Linked DNA regions of Mus musculus: regions 1, 3 and 4 are each linked to region 2. Evidence: chromatin contacts called from public HiChIP or PLAC-seq data. All regions are on one chromosome and are shown on one strand. Each heading gives the region's core, a stretch centred on a gene start, on an enhancer-like site or on the middle of the called end of the contact. The rest is flanking DNA. Distances are from core to core; before and after follow the strand shown.

Evidence for each region. HiChIP or PLAC-seq counts read pairs in DNA pulled down with a chosen protein or histone mark.
Region 1: a contact with region 2 is called in an H3K4me3 HiChIP or PLAC-seq map of bone marrow-derived macrophages, with 2.4 times the contacts expected there. The contact joins the enhancer-like site here to the promoter of Sec23a in region 2. A contact is called at or near these places in 5 of 39 promoter capture datasets (the C10 cell line, the HPC-7 cell line, liver and 2 more), 3 of 484 Hi-C or Micro-C datasets (CD4 T cells and pre-B cells), 17 of 115 datasets of contacts at active chromatin or transcription factors (the 230-238 cell line, the SCID.adh cell line, bone marrow-derived macrophages and 11 more) and 4 of 9 other capture datasets (adipose tissue, liver, macrophages and 1 more).
Region 3: a contact with region 2 is called in an H3K4me3 HiChIP or PLAC-seq map of embryonic stem cells, with 11 read pairs. The contact joins the enhancer-like site here to the promoter of Sec23a in region 2. A contact is called at or near these places in 9 of 39 promoter capture datasets (the C10 cell line, the HPC-7 cell line, hematopoietic stem and progenitor cells and 6 more), 2 of 484 Hi-C or Micro-C datasets (nephron progenitors and peritoneal macrophages), 10 of 115 datasets of contacts at active chromatin or transcription factors (the SCID.adh cell line, bone marrow-derived macrophages, double positive thymocytes and 4 more) and 3 of 9 other capture datasets (adipose tissue, liver and pancreatic islet).
Region 4: a contact with region 2 is called in an H3K27ac HiChIP or PLAC-seq map of regulatory T cells, with 8 times the contacts expected there. The contact joins the enhancer-like site here to the promoter of Sec23a in region 2. A contact is called at or near these places in 9 of 39 promoter capture datasets (the 3T3-L1 cell line, the C10 cell line, the HPC-7 cell line and 7 more), 7 of 484 Hi-C or Micro-C datasets (the C10 cell line, LSK cells, astrocytes and 4 more), 15 of 115 datasets of contacts at active chromatin or transcription factors (the 230-238 cell line, the SCID.adh cell line, bone marrow-derived macrophages and 10 more) and 4 of 9 other capture datasets (adipose tissue, embryonic stem cells, liver and 1 more).

Annotation. Positions count from the first base shown.
Region 1 is chr12:59,197,377-59,200,076 of GRCm38.p6, forward strand. No RefSeq gene overlaps it. Among named protein-coding and RNA genes, the nearest start is that of Fbxo33, 21 kb to the right of the region's middle. Within about 2 kb of position 1,450, at least 33 of the 459 cell types and tissues checked have an H3K27ac peak or open chromatin away from gene starts, as enhancers often do. A contact at or near this core is called in bone marrow-derived macrophages, pancreatic cancer cells and trophoblast stem cells, where this site is marked.
Region 2 is chr12:59,010,686-59,013,385 of GRCm38.p6, forward strand. Sec23a (SEC23 homolog A, COPII coat complex component) reads right to left here and starts at 1,332. Exons shown (of 20, transcript NM_009147.2): 1 at 1,161-1,332.
Region 3 is chr12:59,171,633-59,174,332 of GRCm38.p6, forward strand. Mia2 (MIA SH3 domain ER export factor 2) reads left to right here. Exons shown (of 30, transcript NM_001368839.1): 23 at 893-960; 24 at 2,474-2,556. Among named protein-coding and RNA genes, the nearest start is that of Gm24233, 39 kb to the left of the region's middle. Within about 2 kb of position 1,444, at least 5 of the 459 cell types and tissues checked have an H3K27ac peak or open chromatin away from gene starts, as enhancers often do. A contact at or near this core is called in embryonic stem cells, where this site is marked.
Region 4 is chr12:59,150,357-59,153,056 of GRCm38.p6, forward strand. All of the region lies in intron 14 of Mia2 (MIA SH3 domain ER export factor 2), which reads left to right. Among named protein-coding and RNA genes, the nearest start is that of Gm24233, 18 kb to the left of the region's middle. Within about 2 kb of position 1,300, at least 13 of the 459 cell types and tissues checked have an H3K27ac peak or open chromatin away from gene starts, as enhancers often do. A contact at or near this core is called in regulatory T cells and regulatory T cell precursor, where this site is marked.

The DNA.
Region 1 (2,700 bases), core at 200-2,699, 190 kb after region 2:
ATAGAGCAAAGTTTCAGGGCTAGCCAGGGCTACACAGTGAGTGGTAGGACGGGGTGATAAACGTAGGGGTCCATCTGACCGCCTGCATCTTCGTCCTCATTAATTGGCCTTGGAATTGGACAAGAACATTAAGTTTCAGTTTGCTCATTCAATGGAGATGAGATGATAGCAAGTCCAGGGCTGCTGTGAGAATTGAGTAACCGAATACTTACTCGAGCATCTAAAGCAGTGCTTCACACACAGTCAACAATGTACTTTAGGTACTTTGGTGGGTCCGACTTTTTCCTTACATTGTTTCTATTGGGTATTAAAAGTCACAGGGGTGGAGAGGTAACAGACAAATACAATGCAATATTTATATACTGATTTAACCATCACATTATTTCAGCCTTGGTGCAGGCATGCTGATAAGCTCTGTGTGCTTGCTTGTAGGTGCATGACCCTAGGCCAGTCTCTCCTGTCTGCTCTCATCGACTGCAGACTGAGGAACTATTAACAGGCTTATCCGAATTACGAGCTAAAGGGAAGTATGGATGGCTCTTCAGGGTGGCATCGTTGAGGAGGATCTCACCCATCTCTATCTACTGTCTTGTGTTTACTTCTGCATCTTTTGTAGACTGCACCAAATCCCTTACGTGGATGACAGCAGCACTCTAAACTGCACTCTCAACTGCAGGGGCCTTTTAAACTTTAATGAGGCATGACTGTCAGAAGTTTGTATATGCCAGGAAGTGTTGGCACATACCCTTAATCCCAGTACTTTGGAAGCAGAGGCAGGCAGATCTCTGTGAGTTTGAGACCAGCCTGCTCTACACAGTGAGTTCCAGGATAGTCAGGAAGACACCCTGTTTGGAAAAAACAAAAAGTTTGTACATACTTTAACAGATGAGATGATCAGCCCAATCAGCTTAATTAATGTATCACAATGTTAATTTGTGTGTACATCAAAAAGATTTGAGGTATAATGTTAGCAAATTTGAAGCATACATTACCGTATATATAAATAAAAATATAAAACTACAGTCTGTGGTACATGGCCTAACCTAAGTCTATCTGTATCCTTTAACCAGAATTGTTTTTCTTCAATCTCCACAATGTTATAATTTAAACCACCCGTTTGGAACTTTCCTAAAGCAACTGCTAGTGACTGATGCCTGCACATGAGAGGGAAACACTTTATCATTAAGGTTTATTTTTGGATCAGTAAAAAGGCAGTTTAGATCACCATGTTGCAAACAGTCAATATTTATATTTTAAAGATCTTATTTGTCTAGAAGCTGTTAAGCTAAAAGCAGCTGAGATTTTCAAAAAGGGGAGACCAGTATGAGATAACCAAGTCCTACTCTATTTTTGTTACTTTCTTTTGGTTTATTGAAACAGCATTTCTCTGTGTAGCACTGTCTGTCCTGGGAGCTCTGTAGACCCAGCTGGCCTGGAGCTCAGAGATCTGCCTGCTAGGATTAAAGGCATATATCACTAAGTCCCATTCTTACTTAACATATGATATTTACTTAACATATTACTTAACATGAGATAAGATATGGAAACAGAAGGAGCTTGTGTTGAAGCAGGTTGAGTCAGAACTCAGCCTTTGCCTCTTTCCCAGGAAGCTGGTCATCGTACGTTACTAAGTCCTTCCCTTTGCACACGGGTGGGTCCATTTACACAAACATGCTGAGTCATTCAAAGGCAGACGCAAAAGACACTAGATGACTCCAAGAGGAATCAGTGCCCACAACAATAAAGGATGGAAAAAAGAAAGAAGCCATCTTCTTTTTCCTTGAATGAAGGCTGTTCATTTCAAGGAGCAAGAATGGAGATTGTATTAAGATAGCAATATTAAGACAGCAATATAGGGACTTAACAAGTATTTAAAAGGGGCAATCATTTTTGCATTTAATAAAGTAACGTTAAAAATAAGTGCCTTTAAGTTTGCAGTATCAGTAAGGTGTACTAAACGCACAAGGACGATGGGATTTTTTCAGTATCTTTGCATTTTCTTTTGATGGGTCTCAGGTAGCATGGAGTCCACACTGTCTTCAAACTCACTATGCCACAGCAGGTGACTGTAGTGGTTTGAGTAAGAATGGCCTCACTAGGCTCAGGTTTGAACACTTGGTCTTCAGTTGACAGAACTGTTTGGGAAGGATTAGGAGGTATGGCCTGTCACTGAGGGTGGGTGTGGTGGTTTGAATGAGAATGGCTCCCATACTTGAATACTTAGCTGTGTAGACTGTTTGGAAAAACTGGTAAGTTTAGCCTTGTTGAAGGGGGTTTGCGGTTGGGTGCTGGCTCTGAGGTTCAGAAGTTCATGCCAAGCCAAGTCACTCTCTGGCTGCCTGCCCTATGCTGCTGTCTCGAACTTGTGCTTCAAGATGTGAATTCTCAGGTGTCCCTGCTGCCATACTTTTTCCACTGTCATGGACGTTAACCCTCTGAAACCGTGAGACCAATGAAACAGTTTCTTTAATAAAATGCCTTGATCATGGAGTTTTGTTAGGGCAACTGAAAAGTAACTAAGACATTGAGCTTGACTTTTGATCTTCCTATCTTCACTTTTCAAGAGCTGGGATTATAGGGGTGTGTCATAGTGCTTGGCTTAGTATCTGTTTTTAAGCTTGCCTTTTCTAAAAGGGAAAGAAAATAAAAATCTCTAAACTATGCAGCCTAAGTTTTTTATTTAAACATAGACACTCACCA
Region 2 (2,700 bases), core at 82-2,581:
TCCTCTACCAATGGAGTTGCTTGTTAACCACTAGTGAGCTGGGGGTTGAGATGAAAGGTATGTGGGTGTGTTACAAATCGTTGTAAATAGGTAATGAGGCACTGTGTGTGTAAGTGTATTACAAGAGGTTGTAAGCCAGTAGTGAGTTCTCTGTGTGAGTGTGTGTTTCTGTGCCCGTGTATGTGTGTGTATTCATGTGGATGAGCAACCAGTGCTCTTAACTTCTGAGCCATCTTCCCAGGCCCAGTTGTAAAATTTCCAATGAAATAGACTGAGTAACAAATTTTTGCTCTTGGGCAATAAACTTCTCTGGCCTTCAAATTTCACATCAGTTATGTGAGAATTTTGGGGGCAATAATAAAATTGGTCATTGAAACAATTAAAAAACAAAGGCCCTCTGATGATGCTGGAAAGAAGGAAGATGTTAGTATACATTTAAATTTAAATTTCTTTCAGTAAATGTGCCTAGCTATCCGTGGTTTAGGGTGGGGTTGTGTTAAGACAGGACAGAAGTTTAGCTGACGAGATGAATTAGACATCTCCAACTCTACTCTACCTATGGATTTATTTACCTCTTCCTGTTCCTCTCCCACAAACAGTAAAGCTCTACAGACAGAATAAATGCCCCAGTGCATGGTATTGCTCAGTTCTGAAACCTGATCATTAATAATCAAGGCCCCAGGCACTAGCTATACCTGGTGGTTTTTTCTTTAACCTTTATAAGGCCCAAGGCCGAATTACAGGTGATGTAGTCACCTGGGTTCAAAGTCTAGGGCACTCCTGGGCAGTCAAGAAACGAACCTAGAGGCCCCAGGGCACAGGAGCCTTGGGCAGGGTTGGCAAAGCGTGTCACCCAGGAGGTGGGGGTGGGTGCAGAGCCAGATGCTCAGACCCTCGGTCTCCATCCTGCTACGGTCCTTCCACCTAAACTAAGAGGACTAAAGACGAGGGCGCTCCGTCGCCATGACAAGCACAGGGTTCAGCGATCTCGGTTCGGCGCTGGGCCACAGCCTCCGGCACGCCCCGCTGCTTATGCGAGAGCACAGCCGGGACAGAGCCAACAATCCTGACACTCCGGCCCGCCGCCCGCCTCCCAGCTCCGACTAAGACCCCGGTGGAGCAGAGGTGGCTGCCACGCTAGTCCTTACCACAGTACCTACCTAGAAGCTCCGTGACGGCCACAGCCTCCGCCTTGCACAGTCGTCAGTCCGCTCCAAAGCCCTGTAGCAGCCGTGGCACCGCAATCAGGGGCGGCCCCGCCCCGCCCCCGGCCTCTTGGAGGGCCTGGGCCAGGACAACATGGCTGGTGCCGCCTCTGCCACGTCAAAGGGGAGGAGGCGGGGAGGGGCGACCAGCGAAGGGGCGGGAACAGTCCCGGAAGAGGCGGGGCGCGCAGGAGGTAATGGGCGCGTTGAGTGGCGGAAAAGATGAACCGGGAGTAATAAAGAGGGTGGGGCGAGCGTGAAAGACGGCCAAGCAAAGCGGAGGGCGGGGACAATTCAGGAAGGGGCGGGGCTAGCAGGAAGCGATGCGATAGCCAGGGCGGTGGAGGAAGGGAGGTAACCGGAGTAATAAAGGGTGGGATGTGGCCGCTCGAGGCCGTGTGTAGGATTAAGGTTAAAATACCTGACTAGGGCATTGCTAGCCCCAGAAAAAAAGAAAAAAAATGTTAACCACCAGATGTAGCTTTCACGTCTACTGTTTGCTTGAACGATTGTTTTTGTTTTCTAGTATATAGAAAAGGCTCTTGCAAGTTTTTTTCCTGACATTGTATCCGTGTCCAAAGAGGAGAAAGAACGAAGCACGAGTTAACAATTATTTGAAGTATTCGCTAGAAAATAGATGCTCGGATTCTCCTCTAATTTTGGGTTTTCGTCTGTGTGTTGTCAAGAGCCAATGAGAAGGCTTGGCTCAGGGACCTCACTTGCCTAGAACTCATAAGGCAGAAAAAGAAACTTTACTCCCAGAAGTTGTATTCTGACCTCCTCACCGACCCACAAGCAATCGCAAAATAGTAATTTTAAAGTTTTTAAGTATCTCACTCGGCTAGTGGTGATGGTTCATGCCTGTAATCTCAATAGTCAAGGTTAAAAAAAAAAAAAAAAAAAAAAAAAAAAAGGCAGCCCAGCTTACGTTACACTGCAAACTGTAGACCCTTCTAAGCCACAGAAGAGACAGTCTCAAAAACCTAAAAATTATCCTCGTGTGATACTTGGTACTCCAGAAGCTGAGGCCAGGGGATCGGATCACTACAAGTTTGAGACTCCTTGAGCTACCTAATGAGTTCCAGAACAGCCTCAACTAAACTTTAAGATGCTATCCGAAAAAGTGAAAAACAAAACAAAAAGTTCTGCATTCATCCACTCTGTTCCCCGCGAAGTCAGAAAGACACCACCCTAAGGGGTTGTAAGATTTAGACGAATGTAACGTGTTTACAAATGGTTAAAGGCTTTAGTACTCTAAAAATGACGATTATAGCGATATTGTTCATTAATTTTAAAAATATTAAAGATTTCAAAGTTCATCCTCAGTCCCTGCCGCCTACCCAAGCTTTAGACGAGAAAATGGGATTAGACAGAGCGACCTAGAAACTCTTCAGGAACCACTTCTGCCAGGAATTATTCTCGAGCGCTACATTCCACCACCGGTGCCATAAGCTTGATGCAACCAGCAGGTTTCTTGTGTGGCTCCGCCCCCTTG
Region 3 (2,700 bases), core at 194-2,693, 160 kb after region 2:
TTGTTGATAGTACTAAAATATATTTAAGCTTTGTTTTCTGTGAATGCTTAGTTTGTTCATTAGCTACTGTCAATTCTAATGTATGTTTTACAGTTTTAAGTCAAAGCAAAATTGAAAGTAGAGTGGTTGATGGTTATAGACTATTAGCTATTTTTCTACCTTTGCATGGTAAGCCACTTTTTGCATTTGATCCATTTAATATTGTATATATTCTGTGGCTAAACTGTAGAGTCCATAGAATGGTTGAAAAGTATGTAGAACACCATATATTTAGCCTTTGTTAATAAATAGACTACCAACACAGAAAAACAAACACACACACACACCACACACACACACACCACACACACACACACACACACACACACACACACACACACACACACTCAAACACACACACACGTACATATACACACACACATAGTATTTGTACATTGTTCTGTACTTAATAGATGTGCGGTACACATTGATTGTATTTAGTTATTAGAAACATGACCGCTGTTGACATTCTGTGAAAGTGTTTGTAGTTTCCCAGAATTATGGACATAATGACCATGTGTTTCCATTGACTTTCCTAAGCTTGTCTGCCAGCATGCTTCTTATGATTGGATATGTACATCATCAAATAATTCTAGGCCCTGATTTTTATCTAGACAGCAATATTCATTAACAAGTACCTGTTAGAGTCCAGATTCATGCTTTTGACTGGCATGAAACTCATTCCTCTATTGAATTATTTCCCCAAATTTAAAATGTTTTACATTGAGTTTAATAGATACAGATTCATATCTATTTCCAGTTATGATATTATATGCTATCATGCTGATATTTCTGTTGCTCTTAGATTTAAGTTTATTTAGATAAAATTTCAAGTGTATTATTTTTCTTCAAGCTGGCAGCTCGGACTCTTGAAAGAAATCTCAATGATTTAAGAAAAGAAAATGCCCACAACAGACAAAAGTAAGTGTCTTTGTGGGAATACTTTAAAAGCTAGAAATAGTTTCTTCATTATATAATATTTATATAAAAATAAATAAAAAATTGTAGTTCCCACAGAATCTCTTATGAAATATCTAGTTTTACTAGGTGAAAAGTTTTATTTATTTTTTGTTTGTTTGAAATGCTTTTTTAGGCTACTACAGTGGCACTTTAAAGAAGCTTTTACAAGTTACACTGTAAAAAGTGTAACTTAAATTGCTGGGCGGTGGTGGCGCACGCCTTTAATCCCAGCACTTGGGAGGCAGAGGCAGGCGGATTTCTGAGTTCCAGGCCAGCCTGGTCTACAGAGTGAGGTCCAGGACAGCCAGGGCTACACAGAGAAACCCTGTCTTGAAAAAAAAAAAAAATTAAAGAGCTCCCAGGGCCTAAACCACCAACCAAAGAGTACACGGAGGAAACCCTGGCTCCAGCCCACATGTAGCAGAGGCGGGCCTTGTCGGGAGGAGAGGCCCTTGGTCCTGTGAAGGCTTGATGCCCCAGTATAGGGGAATGCCAGGGCAAGGAGGCAGGGGTGGGTGGGGGAGCACCCTCACAGAAGCAGGGGGAGGAGGGGATGGAATAAGAGGTTTTTGGAGGTGGGAGCGACCGAGAAAGGAGATAATGTTTAAAATGTAAGTAAAGGAAATATCTGATAAAAAAAATTAAACCAGTATGAGTGGACAGAAAAGAGAGTGTGTGAAAGAGAGGGTGTGTCTCTCCCGCACAGTGAAGCTTAGAACTTCTTGTTCTTCACTGTGGGAGGATAAAGTGCTTATTGTCTCAGCCCGCGGGTTGCTGTTGTTGGGAGTCAATGTTGTACAGAAGGAACAGTGAAAGAAAGAATAAAAGGGACAGGTAAATGCTCTTCTCAGGCTGGCAGCAGTGAGTGTTGGGCTGGCCTGCCAACTGTACTTACAGCATCAGTAAAAACTAGCACCTGCTGGCTTGTAACTCAGAAATTAAAGTCAGACAGTTGTATTATTCTAGGTGTAAGGTTCAGGTACTAATAACATTTGTTTAAAAATATGACATTTAAAGATACAAAGTTTAGAAATAAAGTAGTAGAGTCACTTAATGGGATTTCCAATTTCCCAAGGGCAGTATAGGTAACTCAGGGGCGGGGTTCTGTGCTGCAGTGTGGCCTTTTCATTTACAATGGGTCAGTTAAACTCCCCGCCTCAGTTTCCTTTGTTATAAAATGATATATTTGCATTGGTTCATCTTGAATGGTTCTCCTACTTTAGAATGTAGACTCTTTGAGCTATCGCTACCAGTCTAATTTTAAAGAGCCAATAGTTCCAAAGGTCAGTGCTCCGACAAGAAGCCAGTCACCCCAAGTCAGTGTGCGGTTGTGGCAGGCATCTGGGCAGAGCACGTGAGGCCCTCTCTCTCTGCAGATGTTGAGTTTGTGAGAGCAGCTGGTTTGGAAGAGGCCTTTGGTTAAAATGTGTTTCTTTTGGATGAGTAACTAGAGATGTTTGTTCTTTATTTGCAGATTAACTGAAACAGAGTTTAAATTTGAACTTTTAGAAAAAGATCCTTATGCACTTGATGTTCCAAACACAGCATTTGGCAGAGGTAGTCTTTTTTTTTTAAACCCCTTGTTTGAAATACATATTATATATCTTTAATATATATATATATAGCATATATAGTGTACATTAGTGTAAGTTAACATTTTCAGTTAACAGTACTTTGTAATTTGTAGCCAGCTTTCTATTT
Region 4 (2,700 bases), core at 50-2,549, 140 kb after region 2:
GTGTGTGTTTTGTGAGATTGTGTTATGCCTTGGTGTTGGTCCTTGCCTTCGCCTTGTTTGAGACAGAGTCTCTGTCCTTTTTCTTTTGTGTATGTCTTGGTAGCTAGTCTGCAAGCTTGTAGGGATTCACCTGTCTGCCTTCCATCTCTCCGTAGGAACACGAGGATTATAGGTATTGAGCTATCCCTCTGGACTTTATGTGAGTTCTGGGGAATTGAACTCAGGTCTCGATGCTTGATGGCAAGTGCTTTTACCCATCTCCCCAGTGTAGTAGCGTGAAAAGATTCTCTAAATAATAGTCTCTCTGAGCCACTTGCTGAGACTTGATTATATATTCTGTGTTGACCAACGTTTTATTTTTCCTATTGTTAATAATTGCTTGGTTTTCTGTAATTCATATTTGTAATTTTTTCCTCTATGGTCTTTGAGAGGTGGAAATGTCATGACGCTGACTGCTTTGGCTAATTGGTTCATTTAAACTTGTCCCCCTTTTTTTTTGGAGACAGTCTCCTAGTGTAGTTTAGGGTGGCCTAGAACTCACTGTGTGATATTCAGCCTCCTAACTGCTGGCTTTATAGGCATGTACTACTGTGTCTGCTGTTGTCTCTTCCTCTTCTCTACGCTCCTGTGTATGTCTGCTGCTGTCTGTCCTCTTCTCTACGCTCCTGTGTATGTCTGCTGCTGTCTGTCTCCTTCTCTATGCTCCTGTGTATGTCTGCTGCTGTCTGTCTCCTTCTCTATGCTCCTGTGTATGTCTGCTGCTGTCTGTCTCCTTCTCTATGCTCCTGTGTATGTCTGCTGCTGTCTGTCTTCTCTCCTTCTCTATGCTCCTGTGTATGTCTGCTGCTGTCTCTCTCCTTCTGTATGCTCCTGTGTATGTCTGCTACTGTCTCTCTTCTCTATGCTCCTGTGTATGTTTGCTGCTGTCTGTCTTCTTCTCTATGCTCCTGTGTATGTTTGCTGCTGTCTGTCTTCTTCTCTACGCTCCTGTGTATGTCTGCTGCTGTCTCTCTTCTTCTCTATGCTCCTGTGTATGTCTGCTGCTGTCTCTCTCCTTCTCTATGCTGCTGTGTATGTCTTGAGTGTAGATAGATGTGTACATGTGCAGGGCCTTTGGAGACCAGAGGCATCAGATCCCTCACAGAAGTTGATTTGTAGGCAGTTACAAGCCAACTGATACATGTGAGGGGAACCCTGCTTTGGCCCTGGGCAAGAGCAATAGTCACTCTCAAACCCTGAGCCATCTCTCTTCCCCTCATTGTCTTCGTGAGGCTGCTTCTTGGAAACGTAGATCCTCTTGGCCTGTTGAGGTGTTCTGTAGATCGACTGGGCTTCTGTTGTTCTGAGGCTCACTTCACTCAGCTGCTAAGAAGTCTTGTTTTTTCTTGTTTTAAATGTTCTGTTTCCTGTATCAAAGACTTGCTTTTTTGTAGTTGTTTTGATTAAGCTTTCAGATAAAGAAGCACTTGGAAGTAATTTCGAAGAGGTTTATAGCTGAAAATTCTTATCTTTCACTTTTAAAAAAAGATTTCATTTTTAATTCATTATTATTTTAATTACATGTATGTGTGTGTCTTTGTGGTCATGGTTAAGGTGTCCTCAGAGGCCAGGAGAGGGTGTTGGATCCTCTGGAGTTAGAGTTCTAAGCCGTTGTGAGCAGCCTGGTGTGGATGTGGGGAACAGCTCAGGACCCCTTGGGGAAGAGCGCGTGGTCTCCACCTGCACAGTTGCTCCAGCTCCGGCCGCCGTTCACATTGCTGCTACCGTGATGACGCTCCTCTTGCTGCCTTTTCTTTTTCATAGAGTTTGGCCTTGCTGTGTGGTCTTCTCTTTCCACTCTGTGGGGGCTTCTTTGCCTTTTTTGTTTCTGCTCTTTTTGCTTCACAAACTTAATACTTAATGCCCCTCCCTCACCCCAGGGTCTCTCTTTGTAGCCTTGGCTGCTCTGGAACTCAATCCGTACACCTGACCTTACAGAGATCCTCCTGTCTCTGCCCCCAAGCACTGGGATCCAAGGTGTTGAGTTTATCTCTGCTTCTCTCCTGTCTCGTGGTTGAGGACATTGATGTTCTTTATGTTGCCTCGTTTCTTGTGCGTTATTTTCTGTTTTACCTCAAAGGCTCACTTTATTTTCAGATATTCATGGCTGTTTATTTAATTATGAAGCAGTCTGAATTCAATGGGGAGATTTGAGAGTGTCCCTGGTGTTTCTTTTTCTGTATTGTGATATGGTTAAGGTGCTTCTTTGATGCTCCCTAGTTATTGGTATCTGAAGATTGTTTCCATAGAAGTAATTCTGCATCAGTTTCCCTTTGGGAGGAGTTAGCTTTTTCTAGCAGTCTGCAGCTCAGTGAGGTCAGGAGAAGCAGTATCTCTCACTGCTCAGCAAGTCGGCTTCTGCCTCAGCTCTTACATCTTCTGTATGTTACTCCTACTTTCCTATCTGGTCAAGTTATCCCAGAATCTCAAGTTCCATATTTCCAAAGAATAAGTGTTTTTGACTCTGTGTGTGTGTGTGTGTGTGTGTGTGTGTGTGTGTGTCTAAAATCAAGATAGATAGATGGATGGCAGAAAAGGAGAGGATGTGTCTATGCATGTTCTAGGAGAATACAGAAACAGGGAGGGAGGGAGGGAGGGAGAAGGGACCATAGGACCAGTGCAGGTGCTGGGACTGAGTGTGGATCCTCTCCGAGAGCAGTG